2 separate regions of the Arabidopsis thaliana genome follow, and region 1 is linked to region 2. The links are chromatin contacts, called in public ChIA-PET maps. All regions are on one chromosome and are shown on one strand. Each heading gives the region's core, a stretch centred on a gene start, on an enhancer-like site or on the middle of the called end of the contact. The rest is flanking DNA. Distances are from core to core; before and after follow the strand shown.

What was found. ChIA-PET counts read pairs in DNA pulled down with a chosen protein or histone mark.
Region 1: an H3K4me3 ChIA-PET map of shoot shows a contact between it and region 2, with 11 read pairs. The contact joins the promoter of AT4G00500 here to the promoter of TRM15 in region 2. A contact is called at or near these places in 8 of 26 Hi-C or Micro-C datasets (flower, root, rosette leaf and 3 more), 1 of 2 datasets of contacts at active chromatin or transcription factors (shoot) and 1 of 3 other capture datasets (root).

The regions. Positions count from the first base shown.
Region 1 is chr4:226,002-230,083 of TAIR10.1, reverse strand. It overlaps AT4G00500 (alpha/beta-Hydrolases superfamily protein), which reads left to right and starts at 2,688. Exons shown (of 6, transcript NM_116274.3): 1 at 2,688-2,733; 2 at 2,912-3,810; 3 at 3,896-3,954; 4 at 4,057-4,082. The coding sequence starts at 3,106. It overlaps AT4G00520 (Acyl-CoA thioesterase family protein), which reads right to left and starts at 2,434. Exons shown (of 17, transcript NM_001340256.1): 1 at 2,343-2,434; 2 at 2,133-2,225; 3 at 1,877-2,045; 4 at 1,689-1,764; 5 at 1,544-1,590; 6 at 1,315-1,431; 7 at 1,021-1,098; 8 at 786-873; 9 at 523-635; 10 at 322-384; 11 at 191-246; 12 at 8-112. The coding sequence starts at 1,957.
Region 2 is chr4:191,649-195,430 of TAIR10.1, reverse strand. It overlaps TRM15 (GPI-anchored adhesin-like protein, putative (DUF3741)), which reads right to left and starts at 1,903. Exons shown (of 7, transcript NM_116269.4): 1 at 764-1,903; 2 at 120-312; 3 at 1-30. The coding sequence starts at 255.

The DNA.
Region 1 (4,082 bases), core at 1,439-3,938, 34 kb before region 2:
GGATAACCTTGGAGGAGACTTATTCTGTTTAGTGGAACGATTTGGCTCACAAAATCGAATATCTATAGGGAATGGAACACTAATTTCAGTTGCAACTTGGTTTCGGTAATCCCTGAAATGAAGGAATAATTGAGAAGTGTATGACTCTGATGAGCTCTTGGAATAATAGGTCTGGCAAACTTCCACTTACCTAGGTAGCAGAGGCTCAGTAACAAGCCGTTCAAGCATCTCCTCCCTTGGTAGAAGCTGCAGTAGGTTGGGATCAAACTGACAATCATCGCAATTCATTTTATAAGCCTGAAAGTAGGAGAAATGATTTACCGTTTCAGGAGCTGGTGTATGAGGCATGGTCGACTCCTGGTGAATAAAACCTTGTTGCTTTTTCTGTAAAACCAAAGAAAAACAGAAGCTACAAGGTTTTTAACTGTTGTGTTAAAGTGTGAAAAGCTATTCGCTGATTATGACATAGTAAGAGAAACACAGAGATTCATAATGAAATATTTCAGGAATATAACATGAAACCTGAAATGACGCGAACAAGGTGAATATAGTTTTTCCTTTCTGTCTAGCATCTACACTTCTGGTGGCAAAGTTGTTGCCGTCACGTAAGCGGTTAACATCATATATGATGGGAACTGCAAGAGTAGCAAACTATGATAATTTACAAAGTGTAACAGATGTGTGAGCTTTAGAGAAATCCGGGGAAAACAGCAGGCATGGTTTTAAGGTAGGAGGAAAAGCAATTGCTTGCTTACTTGCAAAAGCACATTAAAACTACCCCTTACTATTTATATCTCCAACAAGAAGGAAATAGCAATGAAAATTATGGACTATCTTCATAGTTTCAACAGTTTTTGATGCTGCGGCAAGTGCCTGCGAAGCATAGACAGTTGTGTCACAGTGATTACTATATATTTCCATTGCCTGATATAAATAGAACATAACAAGCTACATATGCAAATGGATGATCAGCAGGGTTACTAAATACATGACGTAGCCTTACATGAGTAAATTTCATACCTGTCCAACTAATTGCCCTCCATAAACCTTTCCATAGGTTGGAGCATTAGGTGGGGTGAACCCCCGGTATACATTCAACTACAAGAAAGAAGTACAAAAAATATGAGATTCCTTGAATTTACTGGCAGAGAAAGTAATATATAAGGTAAGAAGCGAACAGAAATTTGTAGAAATGTGGAAGAAAGAATGCTATAATTCTGATTCCAAGGAATGGTGGTAAAAGTGAATGGTTAGAACTTTGATCATAAGAACTGAAATGGAACTAAATGAAGGGCAGTTAGGGGAGACTCGCACATCTAATGGTTCTAGATATAGTATGTCTTCCACAAGACAGCGTTCCTTATCTGAATCCGAGACTGACTTTATTTCAAGTAAAGCACGATGATCAGACATCAACAGCAAGCAGGTAAGCTGCAAGAACAGAAATAAAAACAGTACTCAGTATGCTATTACCATTAGCATAACATGAGCTCAAGGAAACCAAGGCCACCTAAGGAAAGTAGAGAGAATTTTTAGCAAACACCTCTGTCACAGCAACAACATCTGCTGAGTAAACATCCCCGAAAATACCTATTTGAGAATTAATTGAAGCCAATTCAATAACCATAAACAAAAATTAACACACTGACACAGAAGAAAGGCCAGAATTGAAAGATTCATCCTCTCACCATGGCCGAAGAAATCATATCGTTTCAAAGGGAACTCTTGATAGTTTTCCTCTCCGGCTGATCTCAGAACCTGAGCCTGCAAACACAAGTAAAAAATAGTTATAAATAAACACGGTGCAGTAGCCTTAGTCTATCTAACTTCCTAACCTATGGAGATAAGACAGAAGTAACTTGACACAGACACGAACCTGTCCTTGCAAGAGAAAATAAACTCCATCCACATTTTGATTTTCACGAACCACATAATCACCTCTGTCTGTGAAGCACATTCCCAAAGAAGATCACATTGTGTAAAAACATAATATCTGTCTCTAAAATCACTGCTCAAGTGCTTATACTCAAGAACACACACTGACACTGAAAACAGATCAACAAAACATAACGAAATTCCCAATCAAACTGACTTCGAGATAAGAACAAGATTAAAATCCCAGAATCACTGACCATAACCTTTGAAGACAACGACTTCGGAGATTCTCTTCAGAGAGGAACTAGGTAACCGCTGCAACAAGGTCACATTCCCAAGGAACTCGACAACTACAAACCAAAGCAACCAATCATATGAAAAATCATCCGAATCTTGGAAAAACTCTCAGTTCAACATCTCTTTCATTTCTCCGGCGATAGAACAAAGAAAAAAGATATCGGAATTACCTGATTCAGTGTTCATGACGGTGTAGAGACTGTCGAAACGTTGGCCGGCAAATTCAATCATTCAACTAAAAATATGCTGACCAAACAAATAAAAAATGCAACGAGGTAATTATCCAGTACCCTTGGGTATACGATAGAGTCTGTGGACACCGCTCAGATGCAGTGCTGACAAATTTAATGGGCCTATAGCTAAAAGCCCAAATTTGTTGGTCCTAAATCCTAATACGCTGTCCTATAGAAAACAAAAGTTTCTTCTACACTCAGCACAGATCCGACCCGACCCGACCCGACCCGACCCGACAGCTTCCGAAGACGAAATTTCTACATTGCACGTCTTTCTCCGCTAGTCTCGAGGATGCTAATGGAATCTTTCGAGCATCTATGGTGACTGGTGAGTAGATTCTTCTTGCCCACAAGTTTCTTTCATTGTTTCGTCTTTACGAACTATGGTTGACTTGAACATTTCGTAGATAACAAATTCCACTTGTCTTCTCTCTCTCTAATTCGTGTCTTCTTCAGCGCCAAAAGAAATCACTTGATTGTTAAAAATTCTTCTTTTTTTATTTTAGAGTAGTTGGTGGTGGTTTCGGACACAAATCTTGGAACACAAGCTTGATCCGACCAGCTTATGATTATTCTGTCTTTATTCTTAGAGCCTCTTGATCCACACTGACTAATCTCGTGTCAGTGGGTTCTGGTGGAGTACTCCGATCCCATCGCCAGAAAATTCAACAGAGGATGCTTGCTTGCTTCATAGGTTCTCATGTCGATACTGTGTTGTGTTCCTGTACTTGAATGTGTGTACTGCTTGGGTTGTACCCATTGGTTGTGGAAGAAATGTTTATACTCAGCAGGTCACGAGAGTGAGAATTGGGGATTAGCTACATCTGATGAGTTTGAGCCTATCCCTAGGATCTGCCGCTTGATCTTAGCCGTCTATGAGGAGAATCTTCATGACCCTATGTGGGCACCTCCTGATGGTTATGGGATTGATCCAAATCATGTTATTCTGAAGAAAGACTATGACCAGACTGAGGGTCGTGTGACGCCTTACATGATCTACTTGGATCATGAGAATGGTGATGTGGTCTTGGCTATTAGAGGGCTGAATTTAGCTAAGGAGTGTGATTATGCTGTTCTTCTTGATAACAAACTTGGGCAGACTAAGTTTGATGGAGGTTATGTACATAACGGGTTGTTAAAGGCGGCCATGTGGGTTTTTGAAGAGGAGCATGTGGTTCTAAGGGAATTACTCGAGGCAAACCCGAGCTATTCCTTGACGTTTGTTGGACATTCGTTAGGAGCAGGGGTTGTTTCTTTGCTTGTCTTATTCGTGATTCAGAACCGGGTTAGGTTGGGGAACATTGAGAGAAAGAGGATTAGATGCTTTGCTATTGCTCCTCCAAGATGTATGTCTCTCCATCTAGCAGTGACATATGCAGATGTCATCAACTCTGTTGTTCTACAGGTATGATGATTGTATATATCAGCCTCTATTGACTCGTTTAGGTGACTCTTCTGATCCATTTTACGTGCTGCTCTGGATAAACCAGGATGATTTCTTACCTCGGACTACCACAGCTCTGGAGAATGTCTTCAAGTCAATTATCTGGTAATGAAACAGTATGAAATTCAAAAGCAGTTATTATGTTATAAGCCTAAGTTTAGACGATGAAAAACATCTCATGCTCTTGTATAAATCTTAAACCTTCAGCTTGCCATGCTTGTTGTGTCTCACAT
Region 2 (3,782 bases), core at 654-3,153:
TAAGCTCATTGTTCTTAGGATTTCCAGAAGCTGGAACAATCAACATAACTATCAGCCAAAAGAAGTCTTTCACGATTAATGCAAAACCAAAGATGCCAGAGACTTGAGAAGGTTGTTACCATGCTTTTGGTCGAGAAGCAGCTTGTGAGCCAGTGGTCCATGGCGGAAACTAAACATATTCATAAATCCCCACATGCACCCTAACTGTTCCCTCTCCTGTCGAGCAGCAGCACGACGTTGTGTTTTCTTCGCCATGACTTTCTATACAAATGCTCCTTCCTAACCTTCTATAACGTTGCCCCTTTAGAAATGCTGAAGAAGAACAAGAAAACTATTAAGCAGCAAACTATAAGACACACCACACACAACGGTACAATAATGAGTTTCAGATATAGAAATTACAACTCCGGTAAATTCTACTTATGGACAACAATCTCAGATCCTTGAGTAACAAACAACAAGAGAACAAGACCAAAAAATTTCCACGCTTAGGAGTACTTAAAAAGAGAAGAAAGAATTAGCCTTCCTAAACACTGCAATGGAATTCTTGAGAAATAAATTAAGATAACAAGTAAGAAGTAAAGGATCCTCTACCAGTTCCCTAAAGCAAACTCCTTTTATAATTTGCTTACTTGTTCAACTAATAAGGCAAAGATTAAGGAGAACTAAGAGAACACAAAGCCTGAGAGATACAGACTAATGGAGCAAATAAGATACCTTTCCCTATTGGAAAAAGACAGAAGAGGAAAGTACAAGAAAGTACCTCTTAGATTCTCCTGAATTCCTTAAATTCCAAACTTCATACAAGGGCAACAGCGATTGTAGCTAGATTTCATCTGCTTTGCTTACGTTTGAGCAAAGCCATAGAAAAATCCAATATATATAAAAAAAGTGTTGCAAGTTGCAGCAGCAGAGGTAAATTCCAAAACTTTCTTTCTTTTGATACCAAGACTTAAGGTTTCTCCTGAACCAGCTCTGATCGCCGGACAAAACGGTAGAAGAAGAAGAAGAAGAAAATTGAGATTTCTTCAAAGCCAAGGCCGAGAGAAGAGAATGAAGAAGATTAAGCAAAATGATAGCTTATAAAGTTGAAAACAGAGGAAAAGTTGATGATCCAATCTCCAAGCCACATTGTTTCATCTGACAACTTTTCCAGGTTCTGTCTGATAAAAACCCCCCCAAGCTTCCGTAATCATACACGATCAAATCAACAACAAAGGCGGAGAAAAAAGGATCATAAAAAATGCATCTTTAAATTTCCAAAGTTGATGAACAACCCAACCCAATAGAATAGAATAAACCTTCTTCTTACTGTTCAACATTCAAATAAAAAAGAGATCTTTTTTTCCTCATTTCTGTGTTGGTGGGCATCTTTTGACAAACAAGAGAAAGAGAGAGATAAAGATTAAATTTTGTTTATCTATCGATGACCGACAAAGCCATTAGTTCTCTGAATTGGGCAAAGGCAAAGAAAAAGTGAGAGAGAAATGGGAGAAAAAATCAGAGTAAAAAAGTGGAAAACTTTATGCCAATTTGACAACCACAACGTCGTGGCCTTTGCTAGCCTCCACAGGAGAAAGAAATATAAAGAGAACAATCACAGTTGGAAAATGGGCCCATCATCTTCTATTCCTCTCTACAGAAACAACAGAGGAGAGAGAGAGAGAGAGAGAGAAAAAGTTAGAAGCTTTACATGGAAGAAAAGTATTTTGCAGAGATTTTTTCAACAGCCTTCATCATTAGCCTCACCGGTAAATAATTGATCTCTCAAAGCTCTGAATTTGAGACATGGCAGTGACGAGGATTGTTGTCTGCGAGCATGAAAGCAGAGAGAAAAACAAAATGGGCTTGTATGAATAAAAGTGAAAATATAGGGGTCAAATTGTAACGTTTAGAGGAAAAAGGTGCAAATAGATAAATTATAAGAATAAGTGAAAGTGAAACTATAGGGGTCAAATTGTAACTTTTTAGAGAAAGAGGGTGCAAATAGATAAATTATAAGAATTGAGTGGGCGCGGCCAAAGAGGAGAGACGTAATTGGTCATTGGTGCTTTTGCTTGGCTGGTTATGGAATATGGAGAACACGTAGTATTTGAGATTATTACACCAAATGCGATTGTTTTCATTGACCAAGTCATTAATCTAAAGTTAACGACGACGTTTTGTCATTCTCTTAAGGAAGAGTTGTGCTTTTCTAAACCATGTCCGAAAACCGAGTGTAACCAAAACATTAGCTAGAGTTCTTGTTTCAACCGTCGATTATAGATATAATATTTTGTTGTGACTCGTGTGCATATATTGTAACGTCACGTCAATCGTCTCTATCTTAACTCGAGTTTGAATCGCAAAAAAAACTTATATATGATATTAAATACACAAATAGAACTTTACAATATCAAGAAACTATTTATTTGTTTGAATCTAATCAAACAGAGCATAATTGAATGTTAGAACTCGTACTTAAAGTTTCCGTTAAGCAAAATGTTGTTATGTGGGGTTTACTGATAAAGCCAAGCACTTTATGGTACAACAGAAATAATTAGCTAGCATTGTCTGATTCATGTGGCATAGCAATTAGCAAAAGTCGAAACCATTTGGTATATATATCAAAATTTAATCGAATAGATCTTGACCATGCTCAGTTACTTGAGTTGAGTTTTCTTTAAGCAACTTAATTCAGTCAGGGACGGGACCATAGTTATACATTTACATACACAAAACACACATAGTTACCACTTATCTATCAATAGCACGCGTACAAACGTATACACTATTTTATAGTATAAATTAAGATTCAGAAATTGATACAAACGTGTCATTGTTTTTTGAGGTTGGCACTTATCGACCGACAAATAGATATTGACGACATAAACTCTCTCCCACTGAGGAATTGTTTTTTTTTTTGGGTACAAACCACTGACGAAGTTAGTGACACTGTAAGCAATTTTTCCCTTAACGTGGAGTTTCTAAGCATCTAAACCGTATTATTATCACAATTTATATCATTTACAATTTAATGGTGACCGAACTGTACAATGCGGTGCGTTTCAAATAGTGCAAAATTCTCTGCATATATGTATAAGCAGGCTCGGCTTAGAGGCAGTGCTAAAGCACTGGATCCACCATTTTTTTCTAATTTTAACAAGGTTTTAAGATCTAAATTTTTTGATATTTTTGCAATAAGGGTCCAAAATTTTAAAAGTTTGTAACTAACACTTTAAATTTTCTGAAAACAAAAATTTGAGCACAAGGTCCAAAAATAATATGAGCCGACCTGTGTATAAGTATATATTTTCGTTATTATTTAAACCGGACCGCACTTAATTCGCAATTAAACTTCACGTCTCCATTCGGACCTATAAGGTCCTTGCAAAATATTGTGATATATTATTGCAAAATATAGAAATCATTTTTGCAAGTGATATATTAAAAAAATAAATCCAAATTATCACAAATAAAAACTATACATGCTAAATATATTAAATATTGCAGTTGAACCTTTAAAATTATTTCTTAGTTAAAATCTATTGAACTTTAGGAATGGGTAGGATAATAATAGTAGTTGAGAATCATGACTACCATAACTACTAACTAGTTTGGGTCAATGGACTTTATCTTGATGTTTCACCTACACATCAAAAACCATCGAAGCTTTAATCTTTTAAAAGGTTAAAATACATCATTAAGCAACTTGACAGGACAATCTTGGTGATTGCTTTACAAATCTCAAAGACGATAACACATGAATTTTCTTCTTTCACTGTAATTGTTTTTTTCTTAAA